Regions from separate parts of the Zea mays genome. Here regions 2 and 3 are each linked to region 1. Evidence: chromatin contacts called from public Hi-C data. All regions are on one chromosome and are shown on one strand. The core of a region is the stretch at or near the end of the contact, and the rest is flanking DNA. Distances in the headings are between cores, read along the strand shown.

Region 1 (3,909 bases), core at 778-3,277:
CACGTCGGTGCATGTCCATGCCAATTGGCCATTGGATCTAGTTGTTGCCAGTTGTTTAAGGCATCTGATGCTTTGACTGGTGTTACACTAGATATGTCCGGTGCATTATAGCCCTTCTTTGGCTGTTGTGCAACCTCTCTTAGTACCCTATCTAGTGGGGTATTCAATGGCTCACCAGACATGCCCAATGCTTTATGGATCTCCCCAAAACATATTGTAGACTTCTGTAAGTGTCATATTCGATGCGTCGTCCGATGTGATGTCTAGTGCACACTTGTGTTTAGTCTAGATTGTTTGAGTAGTCGCCCTTCTACAATACAATAACACTTTTATCTAGTGCTTATCTAGACATATCTAGTGTTACTAAGTGTTTTGCCTTTCTTCAATTGTTCATGTGTCTTTGTTTGGGTTTCTTCCACCTGTGTCTTGGACTATTGCATGATCTTCTAGGTATTCAATGATTCTTCTAGTATCTTTATTGAGGTGTTTATCATATCGATCACCACCTTGTTTTCGTCCAAGTTCATGTTACATCCTTTGAACTATATCTATAAACACTAGCAAATAATGTTAGTCCAAATGATTATGTTGGTCATCAAACACCAAAACTTAACTATTAAATAGACCTTAGTCCATTTCCTTATAATCTCCTCCTTTTAAAATAATGACAACATAACAAAAACAAACAAATATGAGATTCAACTATCTATCCCAATAGGTATTCTATAGCACAGTGAAAGGACAACCTGATAGAACCTCAACAATTGTAGCAGGAAAAGAATTGTGTTTAGAAAATATATTATTAAGTTTATTAGAAATGCAATGAAAAGGAGCCGACCATATGTAATTTTCTTGAACGTACATTTCAATTTTCATACCGTTTGTTGAAGGTTGAACGAAGAAGGGAGGTTGCCGCTATCTTCGAAGAAGGAGGATGCAACTAGGTCGGACTAAACTCCGACACCGTCTGACATGGGATGGGGAGGTTTTACAACTTGGAAAGTACCTCGCAAGGGGCCTCCACCATCGCAGTTTTGAGCTTCATTGCCGCCTATGCGAGATCATGCCATCAATGGATACCACCTCCCACAAGGTCGGCCAGTTCCAATGTGATTAGGCTCAACAAATTTGTACGACAAATCTTGCTGGATGCATCTTAGCCACCGCCATGCCTCCTCCAACGCCACTGATGGCTCTCCTGCCACCATCGTCGCTTCCCTCCTCCACCAAAACCACGCTCATGAAAAAAAAACGCGGGAGACAACTCAGTTGCGCGGACGCCCAGTTTAGAGAGGAATCACTCACCAGAAAATAACCGTGTGTTTGGTTGCCTGTATTTGCTGGTGCTTGCATCGCGGGATGCAATGAGCTGGTGTTTGGTTATTGTCAATCAGGCTCTATACGTGCGAGGTGTGTGTTTGGTTACCTGCATGCAGATGTAGAGCCAGGCTCGCACGATACTCAAAGCACCCTGATACTCAAATCATCCTAAGCCAGGCTCTGCAGGCACGAGCAAATTGGTTGCATTTATGGAGCCAGGCTCCCGTCGGCCTGACTCATGCAGCCAGGCTACGTAGAGAAGCCAACCAAACAGTCTTAAATGGGAGAAGAGGAGCTGGATGTGGGCCACTAAGATTTTCGGGGAAAGAAAAGAGAGAGCTGTTGGAGAAAAAAATGATTCCTCTTCTAATATTGGTTTCAGGCTGGTTTACGACTTTATTTAAGTTGCTCCAAAGAAGAGCAATATCTTATTTAACTAATAAAGGTGTGATATACAAAAGGTAAACAAAAACATACTAGACATTATCCATAACAAAAGATAAAAAAACCAACCGTGCTTGACCCAAAAGATTTATTCTTCGAATAAACCTGTTATACACATATGGTACGTGCAAGTCTACTGGTTATAATAATGTTTAATGACCATTTTCATCCCGATATAGGCTTTCAATCACAGGAAAAAATATCAAAAGTAGCACTTTACCACCATTTTTTTCTTAAAAAAAGGAGGCGTAGCGTAGATTCTAGTATGTCGAGCTTGATAAATCATAAATAGAACACTCCGGAGGTCGGATCTCCAAACCGACACGGCCACACCCACGGACCCACCACCGGATCCATCCTATCGGGACCCGTTAAGCCGACCGCCAGCGCCTCGTCACCGGTGCGTCATTAAGGAGGCTACTAAAAAACCCACGTTTTTTCATCCTGTTTTCGCTGCAACTTCCCACCACCGCCTATATCCGCGTTCCCCCCGGGCGATCGATCGATCGCGGCTAACCTCGCCGCCGCCCCCATCGAGGCAGCCATGGCGGAGATGGCCGAACGGTCCGTCGCGGGCGAGCTGCCGGAGGAGCCGCGGCCGCCGCACGGGGAGGAGGACGACGAGGAGGAAGAGGAGGGGGACGTGTGCCGGATCTGCCGCAACCGCGGCGACGAGGACCACCCGCTGCGCTACCCGTGCGCCTGCAGCGGAAGCATCAAATTCGTGCACCAGGACTGCCTCCTCCAGTGGCTCGACCATAGCAACTCGCGCCAGTGCGAGGTAATATCGCCGCCGCCCCTGCCCTCACTCAGCGACGGGGACGCCGCTGGGTCGTTGCTTTAGGGATTGATTAGTTCGATTGCGTGGTGGAATCGATCGATTTAATGTTGAGCTGGTGATATGGGTGCTGTTTCTTTGATATGGCGTGTAGATTGGGTCAAAACTATGTTAATAGGCATTGATAAATGGATAAGGCTATTATTCTTGCCTTTTCAGTTGCTAGAATTAGGGGATTGAGGTTCGGAATCAGGCAATTGCATAGTTTTGATGATTATTCAGCTAGCAAATGAATTTTCATAATACTCCGATGCTCTTGTGGTTTCAGAGTATTTTCAGAGGCATAGTAATTCTGTTAACCTGCAGCAAGACTCATCTTGTGCTTCTTAGCAGTGAGACTATTGGCTTGATATTGATGATTGATTTGCAGTTTCAGTTGCCTTATGTTCTCTTAGGTCCCCTTTGTAACAAGGAAAAATGGAGGAATTCTATAGGATTGGAATCGTTAGAACAAACCTCCTCTTGAATAATGCATTTTGCTAATCTAGAGAAAATGAGCGAACAAGTGTTAGTTGGGGGTTCCAAGCACAGCTGTACGGCTGGGTAGTAATGGCTTGTATCGCCAAGGAAAAAAACATACTCATGATGATGATGTGTGTCTTGTTTGTCATAACTCCATTTTCTCTAGATAATTTCTGATTTATGCATCTGTGCACTGCAGGTCTGTAAACATGCATTCTCCTTCTCACCCGTGTACGCTGATAATGCTCCGACAAGACTCCCTTTCCAGGAACTGATTGTTGGTGTTGGAATGAAAGCATGCCATGTGTTTCAATTCATCCTTCGGCTTGCCTTTGTTCTCTCAGTTTGGCTCATGATTATCCCATTCATTACCTATTGGATTTGGCGGTTAACATTGGTGAGAAGTATTGGTGAAGCGCAAAGGCTGTTCCTCAGTCACATCAGTGCTCAGTTGATTCTTAGCGATTGCCTTCATGGGTTCCTTCTCTCAGCTATCATTGTCCTTATATTTCTTGGAGCCACCTCATTACGGGACTACATAAGGCATTTGCGTGAACTTGGTGGACATGATGCTGAGAGGGATGATGGAGGTCGTGAAAGGCATGGTGCTCGGGCTGTCAGGAGGCTAGCTGGTCCTAATAATAGGGTTCCTGCAGATGGAAATATTGATGAATTAGCAGAAGCCCAAGGAATCGGTGCTGGTGAACTTTTGAGGAGAAATGCGGAAAATGTTGCTGCTCGATTAGAACGACTTGAGGCTCAGGTGGAGCAGATGCTTGATGGTCTGGATGATGCTGATGGAGCAGAGGACGTTCCTTTTGATGAACTTGTTGGTATGCAAGGCC
Region 2 (3,909 bases), core at 1,010-3,509, 250 kb after region 1:
TCTCTAAACGGTTCTCTATCCATTTGACTACTTTGAATAACCGGTTTAGCAAAACTAAAATATGTACAATACATTTGAGAGTATGATAAATACGTATGTACAAAAAATAAAATTAAAAAATGTCTTTAATATGGGTATTTGAGTATAGAGGACATGATTTAAAGGACGTTGTTGGAGAGAAATGAGATATAGAGGATGAAATCTTTTAGAGGAGACTATAAAGGACAGATATAGAGGATGAATATAGAGGACATTGTTGGAGACAGCCTTAGGCCTTAGGTGCTGTTTGGTTTGGCTTCGAGAATGGTAACGGCAATGGAATGAATTGTGGGTGGCATATGCTTCCGTGCAATGATTACCTCCATTTGTTTGATTGCCGGAACAATTTACCGATCACGAAACAATTTACCGGAACCAAACATAATCTTACTGCCGACATCGCTTACTCCCTGCCTGAAGACATCCCAGGAAGCAGCCGCTCGTATATTTTACCTGCTATTCTGTGGCGGACGATATGGGATTGTAGGAATAGATACATCCATGATGGTGCAACTTCCACAGCCCCCGGAATAATTTCTAAGGTTGTACATGATCTGAAAATTTGGCGCCACCGTTTGTCAGAGGGCTCCCCCCCCTATATAAAAAAACAAAGAATTTGATCCATCAAAGAAGGCTAATATCTAATTCGTATTCGAGTCCAGGTATTCTGTATCCGATCCGTATCTGATTTATATATATGTCTGTATATTTAAAGTTGGATATTTAAGATATCAATATCCATTCAAATCTTGCGACACAACTCAATATACGGTCCAAATCCAAGAGAAAATATAAAAACAAATATAGTACAACAATATTTGTTTGAATGCGATCCGATTAAACCTCTGCCTGTATCAGAGATAAATCGAATCCCGTTGGAGGTGTACAAGAGAAGAGGCTACAAACGTTGGTTCACGTTGGATAGTTAAAAGATGACAATGATCAATAGCATGATCGATAGTTAATAGGACGTGATGTGACAGGAGATATAAACTCTTCGTATGGAAACACTGTCTTCAGTGGAGTGTGAAAAATAGGTAACACGGAACTGTAGATGATGATATTATTTAACACTATTTATAGAGAGAAGTTTAAAATATGAGATCGGATAAGAGATATGATAGCTTTAGGTGATCCATAAGCTAAATACGCTCTCTTTGTGGTTCAGATTTTAAATGCTAACAGCGCAGTTGTTTTGAAACGGAGGAGGTATATATATTTATACTATTTTCATGTTACGTGATTATACGTTTAAGAAAAAAAACCATTGCTGGTCAGATATCAATAGTCAAGTTCAATGGAGACAATATAGAATTATAGAAACATACTGTTTTCCTAATCACGTACCTGTATAGGTAAAGTCATTTGTAGAAAACTTCTAATACCTAGAATCCTAGCTTGGGGAAACTATTTCTTATTTCCGTTCTGAAAAGCATATTATAAACAACAGATTCTGTGAAGTTCTGATATATAGTTTGATAGCCAAGGTCGTCGCATTTTTTTCATTCTGAAATTTCTTCTTTCACTGCTAAAAGCTTCACATGATTCAGTGTGTTCTTTTCCTCTCCAAATTATGAACTTTTTGGACCTAAATTTGTATAGCCCCGTTTAGACGTAGATATTGGAACACAAAATTGAAAATTAGAATCAGTTTTTTTAATTCTATTATTTGGTTGCACATAGAATTGAGATTCGAAATCAGAGACCAATTCTCTGGATTTGGACTAGAAACTCTCTCTCGATACAAAGCATCACCCCTTAAAATTGAGTGGAATTAGACCATTCTAAATTTCAATTCAGTGACATCTAAACAATAGAATTGAAATTACATTTTATTTCAATACTATGACTGATTCGGTATAGAACTCAATTCAATTTTATGTCCTTCAATATTGACATCTAAACGGAGAGGTACTGTTATGGGCTTATGGCTAGTTTAAAAACTTAAATCCTCTTATAGATTCTCAGGGTTTGAGTAAAAAATGAGCTAATTTTTTACTTAATCTAAGAATCCTTCCCAAGAATCCTGAAAAAAATTTAAATTTTCAAACAAGTCCTTACAATATATATATATATATATATATATATATATATATATATATATATATATATATATATGGAAAATGTCCTTAATCGTCGAATCTTTTTGTAACCCGCACTACCCAAGCAAAGAATGAGTGGAAAACCCGCGTGACCGGTAACCGCCCGAACGCCACACAACACAAATCACAAAATGCGGTCGCTCCACCTCTCCCCGGCGCCACCAAGGCCGCCCCTCCCGACGCTGAGGCGGCGGCCGGCGCCGAAGCCCCACTTCTCCGCTCCCAGTCGTGGGGCTGCTGTCGGTGGTACCTCATTCTATTCCGCCGGCCGAATCTCTTTGCCGCGCCACCTCGCCGCCGCGGCTCCAGAGGCTGGGGCGGCGGCATCCGGTCCTCCTGACCCCAGCCCTCTCTCCGCGGAGGCCGAGGCCGAACGCGCCAAGCTGGCTCAGGTAAGGACAGCCATAGAGTGTTAGTCAAGCGTCCTGGAGTCTGGAGATTGAGATTCTTGCAACCACGTGCTCGTTGTTTCTGCCAATTGGGCGACGAGGTTCTCCAGTATTTTGACTATTTGAGTGAGCTAGTAGAGCACATCAGCGAATGCGCAAGGAAAGAAAATGTAAGCAATGCCGTGGTAGTTTCTTATTCTGCTACTCCTTTGGAGGAAGACAGAAGCAACCAAATGCCTTCTGTGGTCTGGTGTGATTGAATGAAGTGGCACACCTTAGCTGCTTAGCATTCGATCAGTATTAACCATATTTGTCATCCTTGATACATTGCCTTAGTCCATTTATCAGAAGAGGTGTGATATCGTTTAGTTTTACCATATTCAGAAACCACATTTATTAGTTCTACCAAAATCTCATGTAAACTGTGATATCTTTTGTTCATGATTTCTGAAGTTGTGTTACTGACTTACTGTAACATTTGCCAATATCCATGTGTTAGCTAGAGGTGCTACCTTGTGTTACTTGACTCTTATCCTATAGTAACTTGGTTAAATTGTCAAGCTTCAAGAGAGTTGTTTCCTAAATAAACTTCGACATGGTGACCTTCAACTTCAAGAGAGTTGTGTTTCCTAGATAAACTTCAACACGGTTACCTTTCTAAATTTTTAGGCACCCCAGCTATTTTTCTCCATCACCTAGGTACTGGGATCTACCAACAGTCCAACACTCGTGTTAGCTAGGAGGTACCGTCTTCTGTCACTCGACTGTTAGCATAGAGCGACTTGGTTAAATTGTCAAACTTTAACAGAGTAGTTTCCTAAGTAAACTTTAACATGGTGGTCTTTCTAGATTGTCATGCACGTAAGCTATTTTCCTCCATCATATAGTTACTGGGGACTTCCAGAACTCCTGCTCCCAGCATGCATGCTACGATTCCAACACTCGTGTCCCCCCCAACGTACATTTACTAAGCACGCTATGATTCTCAAGTATATAGCCAATCAGTGATTACCTTTCTTTTGCAGGTTAGCAAAAAGCTAGAGAAAACAGCACGGCATTTCAAGAATGTGGGCACCCTGGGGTTCTGGTCCCAGTTGGTGTGTACGGTCGTTTCGGCCGGGATCCTGTCGTTCTCTGCGGTCGCTACAGGGAATGTAACAGCTCCCTTCACATTCAGTGCGACTGCGGTTGGCATCGTCGTGGCCTTCATCTGCGTCTTCCGGTCATTTGGTTACATCCGCCTTTCTGAAAGGCTTAAGAGAACAGCAAACGATCCTTCTAAGGTACTTCTATCGCTTAGAATAGTTGTAGGGCTGCAGCATCATTTTCTTTTTTTTTCTCTATGGAACAAAATGGTTCTGTTGTGTAGCCTATGGTAT
Region 3 (3,909 bases), core at 776-3,275, 190 kb after region 1:
GACTAATTCACTCTATACTTGACCTTGATGTCTTGATCTACAACTATATGTATAATTAGCTCTCAATCGTGGAGACAGAGACATCTTAGAGATATAACTAAGGAGAGGGCAGGAGTAGAATCGAGTTATTCGTCAAGTTGAGCAGATAGATCTTGGTGCTAGTATGTCATTCTTGGGGTCCTATGCCTTGGGGGTAAGCCCTATGCTGACCAGGCCATGAGTCCCTATAAGGTGAGGGATTTATGTAGGTGCCCATTCAACACCCAAAGATGCCCTACGAACCACGTGCACTCGGGTGGCACAACCCTGACACCACGTGCACTCGTGACTAGGTTGGTCGTGTGACGGTGGGTGGTTGAGATAAGGTTCTCGTCCTTCATATTTATTGCTAGGGGTGACTTTGTGATCATAAGGCGTTAATATAGCCACAACTGAGGTCACAAGCATACCCGTGAGCGCTATGCAAGGTGTGTGTGGCTATAATGTCTACCAACAATGCTGGACTCGATGGTGTGGAGCATCAATGTAGCCACGTCTGAAGTCATAGGCATACCCATTAGGATTATACAATACATGGCTACAATCTACGATGACTATCAACTACACCGTACTCGATGGTGTGGGCTCTCACACTCGCCACTATGGCGCGTCACACTCGCCACTATGACACACCAAAGGAGTGCACCATGTACGACATAATAGCTACAACCAAATAGAAATAGTTAAACCTCTGCTAGATAGGGCTCACTGTCCATACAAGGCTATAACTATCGTCTTACTTGTAGTGTAAAACAATGGTAGAGCAACGTAGAAGCAGTTTGACAATTGTGTTCAGATCCTAGCACCTAAGTTTAGAGCCTCTAGTTTCTCTATTTACACCCACTACCTAGCTTAGTCATCATCTGAATATGCAAGCTCCGTTCATGCTTGTATCTATGCTACCACCACATAAAGGATATAATATATTACACTAAGACAGACTGAACCTCTCCATAGTATACATGATTATATTACTCCCATGTTAATACACTATTGCAACGATCTCATGTCTACATTTTTCTCTGATTCTCTCTTGCAACGGTATCATGCAGGGGCGAAGCTAGGTTTATTCAAGGGGATGTAAATGCACCCCCTAAAAAATACAGAATCAGTTATAATGTACAAATTTTCACCATATATGCACCCACATTACTTGATGTCTATGCACCCATTAAGCAATTGCATCCCCATCAAATTTGCTCTAGCTTCGCCACTGGCATCATGGAGTCACTTGTCCACTTGTGGATATAGGAGTTATTTGTCTCAATCGTTAGCATGTTTATTTCGCTTTAATCCCTAATGACTTCTATTGTTTATATAGTGTTTTGTCTTTATGGATTGCAGTCGTAGCGATCTGAACATTGGTTAAAAATGAACAGGCTGTATGTTAGCTCTTTATTTATATAAGCTCTTCATTTATATAGGTACAAACATACCGTTCGGGAGAGGAATACCTTATCTGTAGACTGTAGACTGTTACTACTGTTACAATATCAATTAGTTTAAAAAGAAATGGCCGGTAGGAGAAGGGGAGCGCGAAGTGTAACTGTGTACGAAAGCGGCAGGCAGGTGCCCAGACGTTAGCAGCGTTGAAGTATGAATGAAGTGTCCGTTTCCTGTCCAAAAGTTTGGGTTTTTTTTTAAGGAGCGCCTCCCGCCGTCCGGTACAGTACCAAACTAAAGACGCTATCTAGTGTTTGGTTGAGCAGCCAACTAGAACGGAGTTGTTCTATCCCTGATTCTAGGAACGGAGCTGCTCTGTTCTGTGTTTGGTAATCTGGAACGGAGCGGCTCTGTTTTTGTTTGGTTGCAGAGTGAACGGAACGGAGCGTGACTGTGAGAACGGGATTGGAACGGAGCGGCTCCGTCCGGTTGATTTTTTGGAGCAGAATGGTTCCGGATCTGATGAGAATATTCCCTAATTGGAGCCATTCTGTTCTAGTTAATTTGTAACCAAACAACAACAAAACTGGGACAGAACGGTTCCGTTATACTTGGTTCTTCAACCAAACAGTAACTAACTGGAAAAAAAAAGCCGTCGACGTGTACATCCGTCGCTTTCATTTTTCCTGCATCAGCACCCACACCGCACATAATTAAGGACAAAGACCACGTAATATCCCCCCGAAACAAATCCGCCCGTCCCCAACCGCGACCCAACTCAAAAGCATCGCGCGGCTGGCGATCGATGGAGACCCGACCGGACGTTCGGATGGGCCTGGGCACGCACGTCAGGTCGACGCTTTCCGATGCCATTGCCATGAACCACGCCACCACACGACGGGCCCGAGCACAGCTGTTGTTCCTACTGCATCTGCATCCATGGAGGCCGACGGAGCAGTCTGCCAGTCTCTTCTCCATCGGTAGTCGGTAAGGAAGATGGAGCGAGGTCAGAGGCGACAACGACGTGTGTACTGCATGCCGGCTGCCGTTCGGGTCCCACAATCTCGAAAATTTATAGCGGCCGGGGCGTGGAATCTGAGCCCCGCGGCCGGCCAGGGCACCTCAAAACTGGGGAGGATTCACGGCCGTTCCGGGCACCTGTCTACTCTGTGTGACTGTGTCTGTCCTGTCGTCGCGGGCCGCAGCCTCGGCTTCCCAGTTCCCACACCCCACGCGGCCACCCACCCCACCCGCACCCGGCGCCTCGCTTCTTTATTCCGCTCCGCTCAGCCCGCCCGCCAGAGCATCACATGCCATTGCCAACCTCTCACTGCTCGTACCGCCTCTCCACTCCACCTGCTGCCCCTGCGCCCTGACCGCGAGGGGAGGGCGCTGAGCTACCAAGGAAGCCAACCGGCGCGGACCGGGTCGGTCAACGCTTGCTGTGCACCCGACCGAGGAAGCTAGGAGGATCGAGCACGGACATGTTGGCCTCGGCGTCGGTGCCGGCCGTCTAGGAAAAGCTCGCCCGCAGAGGTAATGGATGGGCGGAGGAGGGGCGGCGGAGCTATGGCGTGGCTGCTGCTGCTTCTCGCCTCGCTGTGCACCGGCGCGTGCGGGCTCAATGCGGACGGGGTGCTGCTCATGTCCTTCAAGAACACGGTCACCGCGGACCCGCTGGGCGCGCTGGCCGGCTGGAGCTACAGCGACGCCGCGCCGTGCGCCTGGAACGGCGTCATCTGCAACGGCTTCCCGCAGGACGACACCGCGCCGGCGGCGGCGAACGTGACCTCGGCCTCCGCCGACGGCAACGGCACCGCGACGGTCGCGCGCAACGCCACCGGAGCAACCGCGGCGGCCGGCCTCGGCGCGTCGCTGGCGGCGGCCACGGTGTCGCGGGTCATCAGCCTCGTCCTACCCAACGCGCAGCTCTCGGGGACGCTGCCGCCCGACCTCGGCCGCGTCGAGCACCTGCGCCACCTCGACCTCTCCGGGAACGGCCTCAGCGGCAGCCTGCCGCCTACGCTGCTCAACGCCACCGAGCTCCGCGTCCTCTCGCTCGCCGGGAACGCGCTGTCAGGCGAGCTCCCGGACGCGGCGGCGGCCTATGCGCGCGGCCTGCAGCAGCTCAACCTCTCGGGCAACGCGCTCGCGGGCCGCCTCCCCGCCGCGCTGTGCAGGCTGCCGAGCCTCCTTGCGCTGGGGCTCGCCAGCAACCACCTCGCCGGTGAGCTCCCCGTCGGAGGCCTCGGGACGTTGGAGCTTGTTGACCTGAGCGACAACGACTTCAACGGCTCGCTCCCGTCGGACTTCGGTGGGACCGCACTCCGCCTCCTCAACGTTTCGTCCAACAAGCTCGCCGGCGCTGTGCCGACCGAGCTGGCCGCCGTCGTCCCCGCGAACGCGACGGTGGACCTGTCGCGGAACAACTTCACCGGCGCGATCCCACAGGCCGGCCCGTTTGCCGCGCAGCCGGCGGCGGCGTAC

Evidence for each region. A called contact is a pair of places that touch in the nucleus more often than the background predicts.
Region 2: a contact with region 1 is called in a Hi-C map of ear, with 1.9 times the contacts expected there. The contact joins the promoter of LOC100273175 here to the promoter of LOC103638745 in region 1. A contact is called at or near these places in 6 of 25 Hi-C or Micro-C datasets (bundle sheath, ear, leaf and 2 more).
Region 3: a Hi-C map of leaf shows a contact between it and region 1, with 6 times the contacts expected there. The contact joins the promoter of LOC103638747 here to the promoter of LOC103638745 in region 1. A contact is called at or near these places in 7 of 25 Hi-C or Micro-C datasets (bundle sheath, ear, leaf and 2 more).

The regions. Positions count from the first base shown.
Region 1 is chr9:101,300,147-101,304,055 of Zm-B73-REFERENCE-NAM-5.0, forward strand. LOC103638745 (probable E3 ubiquitin ligase SUD1) reads left to right here and starts at 2,028. Exons shown (of 9, transcript XM_008661571.3): 1 at 2,028-2,545; 2 at 3,264-3,909. The coding sequence starts at 2,309.
Region 2 is chr9:101,545,863-101,549,771 of Zm-B73-REFERENCE-NAM-5.0, forward strand. It overlaps LOC100273175, which reads left to right and starts at 2,260. Exons shown (of 4, transcript NM_001147620.1): 1 at 2,260-2,533; 2 at 3,556-3,813. The coding sequence starts at 2,273.
Region 3 is chr9:101,488,568-101,492,476 of Zm-B73-REFERENCE-NAM-5.0, forward strand. LOC103638747 (probable LRR receptor-like serine/threonine-protein kinase At4g37250) reads left to right here and starts at 2,026. Exons shown (of 2, transcript XM_008661572.3): 1 at 2,026-3,909. The coding sequence starts at 2,962.